Regions from separate parts of the Zea mays genome. Here region 2 is linked to region 1. The links are chromatin contacts, called in public Hi-C maps. All regions are on one chromosome and are shown on one strand. The core of a region is the stretch at or near the end of the contact, and the rest is flanking DNA. Distances in the headings are between cores, read along the strand shown. Region 1 holds the start of LOC109942858 (G-type lectin S-receptor-like serine/threonine-protein kinase At2g19130). Region 2 holds the start of LOC103641360 (transcription factor MYC2).

Region 1 (6,876 bases), core at 1,438-3,937:
GCAGACTCTGAAGCCCTCCAGGCAGACGCAAAGTATGCAGGAACTGAGTCTGTACACTCCTCCAGAGTCAGAGAATCCCATACTTCGTAAATGGCATGTAATTGGACTATACTGGCCCACTTGTGTTCAACAAACCACTTCTCTGCGTACAGGCACCTGATATAGGCACTTCGTGATATGGGCACTGACATATTCTGAACCAGGTAGAGCTCCACCACCATGCACATAGGCGTCGGAGCTGACTGACCATGCAGCACCACTGTTCTGCCCTGATATGGAATAGTCCACCCCTTTTGTGCCCAATACACTCTCATAGGGCTGCAAGCTTGCAACCCATCCATGCCGACCATCATGTCAGAACAAGGCAGGGGCAACAAGGACACATCCAAAAGGAAAACACACTTTTGAATTCGCCACTGCAGTTGTAACAATTCATGTGGACAATGCACCACTGTTCCATTAGCCACTCGGACTAACAATGAAAATGGTAGCAACTGTGAAGGTGGAAACAGATGCTTTAGTGAATCACTCAAGAAAGAATGTGAGCTGCCACTGTCCATGATGATGATCACTGGTTGGTGGTTGATATAACCTTGAAACTTCACAGTGTGGGCACATTCTAAACCACCCCAAGCTGCTTGTGACAGATGCATGAAGAGCTGCTCAGGCACTGTCGCCTGTCGGTTCATATGTTTTCTATGGTATTGAGTTGTACACTATTGGCACATTTGTGACCTGGGAACCACTTTTCAGCACAACAGTCGCCTAACCCCCGAGCACTGCGATAAATCTTCAGCGAAATCACACGAGCATAGTGTCCCCAAGCCGATGGAGAAATTGTCTTCTGAGAAATTGCCTTGTCCACTAGCAATAGTACTGACCTCACTGCAATCATTCTGTGTTTAACCAACATTGCATGGACGGACAAGCCAATCACACGTGCAACTAAACTCCCCAGATCAGCATCTTCAGAACAAAGACTGTGCTTAACCGTATGTGGGACAGCTCTCAGAAATGCTTCTAAATGTTCCATAGAAGAGAACATTGAACTCCCTTCACCTGCTGATTTGTTCATGGTACTGCAATCTGCTTCATCCATAGGTATGCCCAGATGACCGCAGTCTGCGACATCCGCTGGTGTGTCTATCTTTTGGCAATCTACGACATTACTCCAGGCAATGAAACAAGATTTCACCAAATGACCCTGACAATCCATCATCACCCCTGACAATCCCCTTAAGGCCTTGTTCGGTTATTCCCAATACACATGGATTGGATGGGATTGGAAAAAATGAAGAAGTTTGACTTGTTTGGGATTCAAACTCATCCAATCCCACTCAATCCACATGGATTGAGAGCTAACCGAACAAGCCCTAAATTGGAAGTATCTGCACAAAAGCCATGGTAATCTGAACAACTCAGGCAATAACCCCAATGCATTGTAAGAAACTCCTTAATTAGCATAAGTACCACGCCCACAACACATTGTGTTGCAGGCGTAACAATCTGGACCACAAAGCACTTCTGACCAAAAGATTTTCCTGGATCCCAAGACTTCAGAATATTACTTTCACAATTTTTGCATTGCTTGTCCAGAAAGCCCTTGGTGTAGTTGTCAGTTTCAACATTCAGTTCCAACATCTCGTTGCAAAGTGCTTCCTGATTGTGAATACCAGAGTTGATGAGGAGACATCGAGAGGTGTGGGATGTGGAGATACCCTCCCTCTGTACCGTGTTCCACCCTGGCACCGCGGCATCCATCAACACATCGCCTTCCAGCACTACGACCTGCACGAAGAGGCCACATGCTACATATCCGACCTCGGCAAGGGTCTGGGGCTCGTCGTGTAGACCCGAGACCATAAGCTAGGGCCCATCGTGCAGACCTGAGACTAGAAGCCTCCCGACGGTGGCGCCGAGATGTTCCCATGCCTGTGCATGGGTGGGTCTGATGCATTGTGCCCGAAGCTGGGCGCGCTCATCTCCACGGACGATGTCGTTGGCAATACAGCCAAACAGATCACATTCAAGGGCATGGCCTCCGCGATCATCAGCGCACGACCGTCCCACTGCCCATGATCTCCAGCGCGGACACTTTGCTGGCCTGAACGGAGCCGTTGCTGTGGCACAAGATGTCGACGAACTCAGCGATGGGGATGTCCGGCTACTTGTCGAAAATAGGCTCTCCATCGAAGCTTGGGTTGGGCATTTGGTCGAACGCCTTGAGCCGCGGAGTGAACGGAGGAGACGTTGGTGTAGGGGAAACCCATCGTCGAACACTTGGTGCACGAGTTACTGGTGGTGGTATAGTCGTCAAAAAATGCTGGCACCGAAGCCATCTTGTGGTACTCCAGTAGCGCGAGCACCTTGTCGATCTCGTCGCGGGATGGCTTGTCCACCTTAGCATGCGTCTGGGGGGGTCACGGGGTTGAGGAAGGGGCCGGCACCAAGCAGGTCGTCGTCGTATGCTGGGGCCGCCGAAGAGCCGAAGACCTCATCGTCGTACTCGTACCGTGGCGCGGTGGCAGAGGAAGTGATGGTGGCAGAGGAGGATGCAGGGCCTTGCTCGCCACCACCGCCCGCCAGCGCACCGATCAAGTGGAGCTCCATATGCGCCATCGCGTCGAGAATCTACGTCACCGCTTCCATGCCAGCGACAGCAGTGGAGCGTGGCCGACTACCCGGAATGGGAGGAAGGGTGTCCAGAGTTGAACCACCTATAGTACCAACTGTTAACATTATAGATGCTTCTAGAGAGATAGCAGGAAGAGATAGTAGAGAAGAAGCTTGGGGAAAGAAGACGAGGACAGGAGAGCACAGAGGAAGGCGATAATTTGTTTGTATTCTGATTTTTTGATACCCAGTTCGTATAGACTCCAGACTCAAATACCCTTCACGGTGTAGCCAACAGCCAACACAAGACTACTTGTTTACACAGCCCACGCCTCAGCCTTGGTGCGCGCTTTCCCCTTTCGGGCTTGTTCGGTTCTACCCCAATCCATATGGATTGAGGGGGATTGAGAGGGTTTCAATCCCTAATAAGTCAAAATCTCCTCCAATCCATATCAATCCCCTCCAATCCATATGGATTGAAAATAACCGAACAAGCCCTTCCTGAAGTCTGCTGCTGCTGCTCCTTGGCTCCTTGCTGGACATCACCGTCTCTTCCCTGGCATGTTGCTGACAATATGGTTCAACAAGATCCCAGTCCTCACCACCGTTTGGGTTGCTAACAGGCCGGGAGAGGCCTCTCACTGACACTGAGCTCAAGCTAGCACAGCTCAAAATCTTGGGACACATGGCAACCTCGCCATCGTCTTAACCCACGGCGCTGGTACTGCTGAGTCCATCTTCTGGTCCATTACCGGCGACGCTGCTGCTACGGCTGTTGCCAACAGCACAAGCAACGCCAGTGCCCTTCCTCTGAGCACCGGGAACCTTGTCCTCGTATCTGACCCAGCAGCAGTAGCATCGCCGCTGTGGCAGAGCTTCGACTACCCAACGGACGTCGGCCTTCCCGGTGCCAAGGTAGGATGGGACAAGGCGACAGGGTTCAGCCGGCAGTTCGTCTCGAAGAAGAGCCTGGTCGATCCAGGTCGGGGCGTGTACTCCATCGCGATCGACGCCGACGGGGTGTTGGTGGTCAGAAGCCGCAGGCACCCCTTCGTGGTGTACTGGACATGGTCGTTTGGGAAACTAGAGGAGCTCGTGTCGGCGCTGACCGCGCTGCTAGAGATGGACCCACGGACGCGGGGGAAGCCCACGTTCGTGGACAACGACCAGGAGGTGTCCTTCACGTACACCTTGCTGGACGAGTCTGCTAGTGAAAACTTTATCGACGATACGACATATAATAAACCCGATTTTTCTTGTTATCAGTGAGCTCCGGTATTTTTTTCTTTATCAGCCAAAATTTTCAAATTTTTTGAATTGGTATTGTCAAATGTTTAAATTAGAAGTCAGTTGGTCTGTATGTTTTCTTAGACTCTTCTAGTACACTAAAAACCCTTATTTTTTCTCAATACTTAATTGGTTGGTATGTGTCTAAATATAATCTACATAATATTTAAACAAACTGAGTTATTTTTCAAATTTGTAAAAAAAATTGTCTATCACCGATAAAATTCCGATAAAATCTTATAATCCTATTTATGATATTTTTTTCCCTATCGATAAAACAAGGGTTTTTTATATCTCACCTCTTAGTTGGGACCCTCCCCTCATTCCTACCCCTAATTTTACCTCGTCCTCATTTTTCCCCTCGCCGAAACGAACTAAGAGCATCTCCAAAAGAATCTTCATTTTTGACTCTCTATTTAACTCTCTATTTACCTTTTCATAAAGATTATACTTTATATGTAGCATCTTCGTTTCAACAGATTATCTATCTAGTTTGACTAGTCAGGTGGCTAGCCAAATTTGGCTAGTGAGGGAGCCAATTTGGAGAGTCGGATAGCTTGGCGAGTCAGATAGCTAGTCTGTTGGAGAGTTATTTTGTTGTTGAATAGCTAAAATTTGGCTTGCTGAGCCATTTAGCTAGTCTCTTGGAGATGCTCTAACATGGTAGCTGTCCTTCCACGCCGTTTCCGTCAATGTTCACTTCCTTACACGTGGGACCACCAATATTTCCAATTGTTCCCCATTCTTGCATCCTTCGTCGAACCCCAGCAATTTCGATAGAACTGCTCGAGCCCTCCTCCCTGTTGCCGCCAGACGCGGCGCTCCGCGCGTGCATACAGTCGCCAGCCACCCCGCGCCGTGTGTCCTTGCGGCATCCGTCGGGCTCTGCGTCCTTGCGTTCTTCTGGCCCCCACCCGCGTCCTCCTGCATCCTCCGAGCGGCGGGCGCTGCCCAGGTCGACGACCACCCATGCCGGCGTCCCCGTGTATCCGTCGGGCACTGTGGCGATGTGCTCCTCCAACCCGGCTCTTTGTCCCTGCGTTCTTCCAGCCCCCGCTCGCGTCCTCCTACATCCTCCGAGCGGCGGGCGCTGCCTAGGTCGACGACAGCCCCGCGCCGGTGTCCCGTGCATCTGTCGGGCACTGCGGCGATGTGCTCCTCTGGCCCAGCGCTGCGTCCCTACGTTCTTCCAACCGCGTCCTCTGCATCCTCCGAGCGGCGGGCGCTGCCCATGTCGACGACTGCCCCTCACTGGCGTCCTCGTGCATCTATTGTGCACTGCGGTGATGTGGTCCTCTGGATCAGACGACATCCTCTAAATCCTCTAGGCGGTGGGCGTCGCACCCATCGATTTCGCTTGCTCTAGGTGGACTCGTCGATAGGCAACCGAGGATGACACTATCGGCGACCTCAAGAAGCTGGTGGTAGCGCTGACGGAAACAGGGCCAAAAAGATCCCCATCCAGGAGCTCCCCTGCATCGGCACACCTCCTATTGTCTGCTGGTAATTCCACTTCGTCCTATTTCCTTCTATTCATATAGTTTGAGTCTTTGACAATATATGTCAGGACCTTGATTGGGAAATCATAAAGTACTTCTGAACACTATTGCCACTCCCTGCATAAATGCAACTACACATGCGAGGCTAGAAAAAAGTAAAATACGTGTGGAGCATCCGAGCATGTAACTTTATACATGTATATGGTAACGATGGTACCACTTGTACTGATAAATGAGTCAAACTTTTCTAATCTACAGAATAATTATGAGGAATATTTGAAGTTGGATACAAGAGTTGAGTTCCTGCATACAACTCAGATGTGTAATTTTAGTAGAATGTATTCGTTAATTGTGCTTACTATTATTGATTGCAGATCAGAGCTACGGCCTCCCTCGACCTCCCTGAATTTCTCTGTGATGAACTATGGTTGCAAGCATTAAATTTGTAGATGTATGATCGACCGAATAGATGTATTCTCTATTATATGCCTTGTGATGTTGATCTAGATGAATGGCAACTTGTGTATTCATTTGTAGGTGTATGATGGACGAAAGTTGTCTTGGCCTTGTGATGTTGTAGTACAAAGCAGTGTTCTTGGCATGGGCAATTGTAATAGTTTTTTTGATATAAAAAGATCATGAGGTTATACAAAAGTGTGGATATAGGTGCTTCACAAATGGACACATCTCTCACTAAGTCCCCGTAACTTTCAACTATAACATCAATGTTTGAGCTATCTTTCTTACATTTCCTTATTTTTTGGCTCAAAAGTGTACAATTAGTCACCATACTGTTACAAACTCACTTCATGTGAAGATGCCCCTTATTTGTATCATTTACTAATTTATATGGTTTAAATGCCTTTCCAAGCCAGAAAAACAAAATAAATACCAAACATGTTCAAAAAATAGTAAAACTTGGCATGGATTCATAACTTGGTCCTAGTTGCTTGAGATAAAAAGATCATGAGGTTATACAAAAGTGTGGATATAGGTGCCTCATAAATGGACACATCTCTCACTAAGTCCCCATAACTTTCAACTATAACATCAGTGTTTGAGCTATCTTTCTTACATTTCCTTATTTTTTTGGCTCAAAAGTGTACAATTATTCACCATACTGTTACAAACTCACTTCTTGTGAAGATGCACCTTTTTTGTATCATTTACTAATTTATATGGTTTAAATGCCTTTCCAAGCCAGAAAAACAAAATAAATACCAAACATGTTCAAAAAATAGTAAAACTTGGCATGGATTAATAACTTGGTCCTAGTTGCTTGAGATAAAAATATCATGAGGTTATACAAAAGTGTGGATATAGGTGCCTCATAAATGGACACATCTCTCACTAAGTCCCCATAACATCAGTGTTTGAGCTATCTTTGTTACATTTCCTTATTTTTTTGGCTCAAAAGTGTACAATTATTCACCATACTGTTACAAACTCACTTCATGTGAAGATGCATTGTGCGTGG
Region 2 (7,097 bases), core at 2,911-5,410, 230 kb before region 1:
TGTCTATGTTCTTAAATGTTACCAACTTTTTCCCAAACAGATTCTTAAATAGAGTAGAAACCATTCGCAAGCTCAAGCATTTATTGGATCAGTGGTTCGCCTATACAATATAAGAGAAACAAACCTGCAACATGATATGTCGATCTATATTACAATTCGCCTCGTCTACATCTAGTTGCATTAAGTGGCTAAGGCCAGCTAACACATTCGAAACAAAACTTGATGTTTTTTTAAAAAAAAAAATAGGATAGATTAGTTCTTAATTGAAATTGTCCATGTAGCCTGTACTCCTTTTTATTGAAGGTGATCTTTGATAGTTATGGAATAAGCCACTAGTTAAAAGAAATACATGGAGGCATGCATACCACAATCTCAAGCTGCTATATATGAGCCCATTCTAGTTCAAAGAGCTAAAACACCAAGTTTTAATTTGTAAAAGGAATTTTAAATCCTAAAACATCATGGGACAGAGGGAGTACTTGCTAGACACAAGAAATAAATATATACTATATGCCAACAATTCTGTATGCAATTGCATTTGCTACATATTTTACTGGAAACTGAAACATAGTACTACCTCCATCCCATAAAACGTATGTTAGTTCTTGGGTACAAAAAATAATGTCGCCAAAAAAACTTTATGTTTTAGCTATTGGCAACAAATTGGACTCATGCCAGCATGAGATTGTGATCTGCATACCATTTTTGCATTCCTTTTAATGAGGTTGTTGACTATAGCTTGGTCCACCTTCAACAGATAGAGGTGCATAGGTAATTTTGTTAATATGTCCTAAAAGTACTAAACCATCAAGGTGTGCGTAGCTTAAATTGAATTCGATGAATTGAAGTTCTTTAGATGGAGGGAGCAATATTTATATTAGCATGCACATACCAGTAACTCTTAACTAATTTAACAAACTAGTCAAGTACTCCCTCCATTCTATATTGTAAGACATTTTGTTTTTTCTAGATACATTGTTTTTATTATGTATATATATGTAGATCTAGTGTCTACTTAAGTGTATAACAGAAGTTACACATCTTATAATTTAACTAGTTTTTTTCTCTCTTTTTGTTCTGTGATGTGATCTGACATATATATAGGTGTATCTGATTAGTTACCATTGGCGGCCACACACCAAAATAAGTAATGCAAGTAATAACCCTTTTCTATCTTGTTATCACAAATAATTTTAGGGCTTGTTACTAGTTTTATTTACAAATATAAATGTATCACCAATGCAAGCATCGAAAATGGAAGAGATCGTCGATGTTCGCTGAACCCAATATTTCTATAGATGTAGATTTGTTTTTATGTACTTATTTTCAAATTTAACAAGAAAATATCATTCAGTTTTGTTTGGTGTGTGAACACATTATTGATATGCTTGATAAGTTGGTATACATGAAAGCACACGTACACGTACTTACCGGTATAGATTTTGAACAAGTGTGTGCTCATGATCATGACATTATCCTAGTGAAGTACACACCCAATATTCACCTCGTTTTGGTGTGCACATGTATTTGAATAAAATGTTAATTTATGCCACTAATTAAGCAATCAATCTATTAGTGATGTCGATATGAAATCTAGAACCGACATTGAGATTTCAATCATAATATGTGTTCTCTTTGTAAAAACAATCAGCTAACATTACCGGACTCGATTTCTTTGCCGAGTGTTTCAGACACTTGGCAAAAACTTTTTTGTAGTCGGCAAGGATTTCATAGCGTTATTTTCCGGTACTTAGCACTCGCACTCGGCAATGACTTGTTTTTCGGTAGTGTAGGGATTTCACATAATTAAAATTGTATAAGGTCATTCTCTATGCAGAGTTTCATATGGTTATTCTTAACATAGAATACAATAAAATATGGATGAAACGGTTAGTTTCGATGCAGTCTTATTATTTTGTTTCATGTGGACATATAATTTTGTGGCTTATTTTTGAGTTGGTATCCGAATCTAGAGAGACTCATCATCATGAAACTCCTATTTTGTATCTCTTGGCAATTCTATCGGAAGTGTTTGTGTTGTGGCAGTATATATATTAAAAGCAGAATAAAACTTTCACTGATATTGGCCTAAGAAGGAAGAATTGATATTATTATTTCGGGAACATGGCATGCTTTTCATTGAGAGTAGGAATGAACTGAACTTAACTATTTGGTTTGTACTACCAAACCGTCCTTACAACATAGACTATCAATATTAATGACGTGCGGATTATATGTTTTTAATATTGAAATGATCTCAACCAGCTATTTGTGTTTTGTCTTCTATTTTCCCACCATTTTAGGGCTTGTTCGGTTATTCCCAAAACACATGGATTGGATGAGATTGGAAAAAAATGAGAAGAGGTTTGACTTGTTTGGGTTTCAAACCCATCCAATCCCACTCAATCCACATGGATTGAGAGCTAACCGAACAAGCCCTTATAGATGTTCCTAACCAGCTAACTAAAACAACGCATTTTCAGGCATTTGGTACACCAAATCAGAAGTTTAGTATTTTTAGTACATCCTATTCCTATATGTTCAAATATAGAAAGCATGCAGAGATCAGAGAGTGGTGAATGCATTAATCTTCTAAAGTAAGGCTCAGTTTAGATCCTCGTGGTTAATTGTTTGTCCGTAGTTAACAATTAGTTGGTAAATAATTAGCTAGCAACCAGAGTATGTTTGGAGTCTTGACTAATATATTCTTTTTCTTTTATATGATGTATTAGTATCTATTAATAAGTTCAAATGGTCGATGGGCAAATAGTTTGCCAGCTCTCTGGCTAACAATTAGTCAGTCGGTTTAGAGGCAAAAGTGCTAAATTAATCTGAAAACTGTTTACCACAGAGATCAAACATGTCTGACAAAAAAAAAAGAAAAAGAAAACGGACTTGCCTCTGCCGTGATGGTTATGATGATAGTGCAAATCGAGAAGGGCATGACATTGGCATGGACGACGGTGAGCCCGAGGCCCTCGACCACGGCGAGCGCTGCCGCCGCCACCCCTTTGCCGCCCCCGCAATGGATCCTCACCATCGCGCTCCTCTCGGAGAAGCGTGCCTCGATCTCCGGAAGCGCCGGTGACCCCGACGACGACGATGCCGACGTCGGCGACCGGGAGCCGCCATTCTCGTCCGTCGTCGTCGGCGCTTTGGTCCTGCTGCTGCCGGCGGCGGCGGCGGCAGCCTCTTCCAGGGCCTTGAGCCGCTGCTGGAGCTCCTTCACGTACTTGGCTGCGTCGGAGAGGATCGTCGCCTTGTCCATCTGCCATGCCACGATCGAGCAGGTTATCGGGGATTTGATCGATGCAGCAGAGTGCAGAGAGAACAAGGGCAGGGGTTCAGTTCATATGGATCGGCTGGGACTGAGAAAGGACCTTCTTGAGTCCTGGGATGACGGTGGAGAGCTCGATCAAGCGATTGTTGATCTTCTCCCGGCGTTTGCGCTCCGCGACGATGTGTTCCGGCGTGCACGACGCGGCTCCCATGCCGCGTGTTGGGTGGTGGGCTCTTCTCGGCGGCGGTGGCGGCGACCGGCGGCGGTGGGCCAGCTCCGGCGGCACGCGGCGTATCGGGACGGCGCCTTCCTCCAGCACGCCGTCGCTGCGAGGCTGCGCCGCCGCCGAGCCGGTGACGAAGTTCCAGCTCACCCTCACCGTGGGCAGACTGGTGTTGGTTTTGCCGCTCGGGAACGAGTTGGGCGAGTGTGGCGGCCCGGAGCCGCCGTAGAAATCCGCGGCCTCCGCAGCCGCGGGGGCTGCAGGGTCAGTGGCCCCGCTGCTGCCGCCGTCGGTGACCTCGCCGCCAGAACCGCTCGTCGTCCAGCTGTTTGCCGCGTCGTCGGTTTCGACGGCGGCCATCAGCTCCCGCACCATCTCCGCCGCGTGGGAGGCGTCGCGGAGCCCTTGCAACGAGGGGAAGACGGCTACTGCCTCGCCGCAGCTGTCGTAGAGCGCCGCAGGCTCCTCCTCCTCCTGCAGCAGCGTGTCCATCGCCCATTCCATGAGCAGGCTTGTGTCCTCCATGTTGTTTGCTGCCTCCATTAACACAGCGCTCTCAAGTCTCAACCACCACAAAATATGGTAGAGCTGATCCAAATTCTTGCAATAATGCAACAGCAAATCGTACGTGGGGAGGCGTTCCCTTTTTATAAAGCATCTCCAACTTTAAAAATGTCCTATAATTTAAAAATAAGTATATTTTATAAAATTTATGGCACCAACAATACATACTAATTCATTAGTATGTTGGAGAAATAAACATTTTCAGTTTTAATTTAATCCAGAAAATCACAATAATGTATGTGACCACATGTATGTGTATATGTATCACTACTCACATAAGTAGTAAACAACAGTAAAATACGCACAAATCCAAAGAACATATTGTACTCTATGGAGGGACCGATGCTCAGTGGCTCCATTCACACGAGACATCTCGTGTGTATGTTCGATTTAGTCGTAAGCAGTCGACGCAGGCAGATGTATGCAGTGCAGTCCCACGAACGGTGCCGGCGACGAGAAACTTGATCAGTGTTGGTCGAGCGGACGAAGCGAGCAGTCGCGAGTACGCTCCCCAAAAACCTGATTGCCCGCACACATGTGCAAGTGTCTCTCTGCGGACGACGATTTCAGAGGCCTGCTTTCCCACACTATTTGTGCTCGCAAAAGATGGGACGGGAATTGGTTGTACGCAACGTGTCTAAGGAAGTTCGTATCCCTCCTCGTATATATACACGCGCAGAGGGAGGCCAACGGACAGTAATGAAAGGGAAATGTGCCCTTAAGCCATTTCTAGTATATTTTGGTGATTAAGTGCCCAACACATATTGAGTGAGTAATTATATGCTAAATGATGGATGAAGTGCAAATCTACAAGAAGGTATGGTTCTAGACTTAGTATATTGGTTTTTGTGTACTAATATATTTGTCTAAGTGCTAGAATCAGGAAAAGAAAAGGATTGGAAAAGAGTTGGCTATGTACAGCCAACTGCTACTCAGTCTGGGTGCACCGGACTGTCCGGTGGTGCACCGGATAGTGTCCGGTGCGCCAGGCTAGTTCTGATGAACTGGCCACTCTCGGGAATTCGTCGGCGGCGTACGGCTATAATTCACCGGACTGTCTGGTGGTGCACCGGACTGTCCGGTGAACCACGGCCGCCAGCGCAACGGTCGGCCGCGCGTGACGCGTGGCCCCAGCCAACGGTCGGCTGGGGGCACCGGACTGTCCGGTGTGCACCAGACAGTGTCCGGTGCGCCAACGACTACAATTCTGCAACGGTCGGCTGTGCCATTTTAAGAAGGAGATCCGCACCGGACAATGAACAGTGGATGTCCGGTGGTGCACCGGACTGTCCGGTGCGCCACCCGACAGAAGGCAAGAATTGCCTTCCAAGAATGCCTCCAACGGCTCCTAGCTGCCTTGAGGCTATAAAAGGGACCCCTAGGCGCATGGAGGAGTCACCCAAGCATTCATTGATCATTCCTAAGCACCAAGACTTCATTCTCGCGCATTCGATTCTTTGTGATAGTGACTTGAGCTCCATTTGAGTAGAGAACTCTTTGAGTTGTGTTGTGAGCTCAAGTTGTGGCTTGTGTGCGTGATTGTGCTCGTGCTTTGAGTCTTGTGTGTGTTGCTCTTCCCATCCTTACTTCCGTGCTTCTTTGTGATCATCAATTGTAAGGGCGAGAGGCTCCAAGTTGTGGAGATTTCTCGCAAACGGGAAAGAGTAAAAGAAAGAAAAACACCGTGGTATTCAAGTCGATCATTGGATCACTTGAGAGGGGTTGAGTGCAACCCTCGTCCATTAGGACGCCACAACGTGGAGTAGGCAAGTGTTATACTTGGCCGAGCCACGGGATAAATCACCGTGTCTCTTGTGCTTATTTTCTTTGTGACTATTGTGTTTCACAAGAGCTCGGTCCTTAGCCATTTGATTCCATTGTGCTATCACTTAACCAAGTTTTGTGGCTATAAGTTTTAAGTTTTTTACAGGATCACCTATTCACCCCCCCTCTAGGTGCTCTCAATTGGTATCAGAGCCGTTCTCTTCACGAAAGGGACTAATCGCCCGAAGAGATGGATCCTAAGGGAAAGGGGATGGTGGTCAACGATAAGGAGAAGGAATCCGTCCTCAACGAGCCAAGATACGATAAGCCCACTAACTCTGGCTCAAGTCACAAGAAGAAGGACGGGAAGAAGAAGAGGCGCATCAAGAAGATAGTCTACTACGACAGCGACGAGTCTTCCTCTTCCTAAAGAGACGACGACGACGAGAAAAAGAAAACGGTTAACTCAAACTTTTCTTTTGACTATTCTCGTATTCTGTCTAACTCCAATGCTCATTTACTTTCGATTCCACTTGGGAAACCTCCGCACTTTGATGGAGAAGACTACTCATTTTAGAGTCACAAAATGCGTAGTCACCTATTCTCTCTCCATCCAAGTATTTGGGAGATCATTGAAAACGGAATGCTTTTTGATAGTACTGACAATCCCGTTTTCATTAATGAGCAAATCCATAAAAATGCACAAGCTACCACTGTTTTGCTAGCATCCTTGTGCAGGGACGAGTACCACAAGGTGAGCGACTTGGATAATGCCAAGCAAATTTGGGACACCCTCAAGATTTCTCATGAGGGGAATGAAGCCACCATGATCACCAAAATGGAGTTGGTGGAAGGCAAACTAGGAAGGTTCGCAATGATCAGGGGGGAGGAGCCAACCCAAACGTACAACAGGCTCAAGACCCTGGTCAACAAGATAAGGAGCTATGGAAGCACGAGATGGACGGACCACGACGTCGTCTGACTTATGCTCAGGTCCTTCACTGTACTTGATCCTCATCTTGTGAATTCTATCTGTGAAAATCCTAGGTACACCAAGATGACGTCCGAGGAAATACTCGGAAAGTTCGTAAGCGGGCGTATGATGATCAAGGAAGCAAGATACATTGATGAGGCATTAAATGGTCCAATGCCCATCTACGAGCCTCAAACGGTTGCTCTCAAAGCAACAAGTAGCAGGGAGGCACTACCTAGCAAGGTGGCGCAAGTTGAGGCAGTCGGGCTAAATGAGGATGAAATGGCCCTCAT

The links. A called contact is a pair of places that touch in the nucleus more often than the background predicts.
Region 2: a contact with region 1 is called in a Hi-C map of ear, with 2.7 times the contacts expected there. The contact joins the promoter of LOC103641360 here to the promoter of LOC109942858 in region 1. A contact is called at or near these places in 2 of 25 Hi-C or Micro-C datasets (ear and leaf).

What each region holds. Positions count from the first base shown.
Region 1 is chr10:88,979,238-88,986,113 of Zm-B73-REFERENCE-NAM-5.0, reverse strand. It overlaps LOC109942858 (G-type lectin S-receptor-like serine/threonine-protein kinase At2g19130), which reads left to right and starts at 2,687. Exons shown (of 2, transcript XM_035963256.1): 1 at 2,687-2,826; 2 at 3,276-3,882. The coding sequence starts at 2,687. The coding sequence ends at 3,882. It also overlaps the pseudogene LOC100217239 and the pseudogene LOC100275014.
Region 2 is chr10:89,206,402-89,213,498 of Zm-B73-REFERENCE-NAM-5.0, reverse strand. It overlaps LOC103641360 (transcription factor MYC2), which reads right to left and starts at 4,160. Exons shown (of 3, transcript XM_020546050.2): 1 at 3,381-4,160; 2 at 2,900-3,268. The coding sequence starts at 4,046.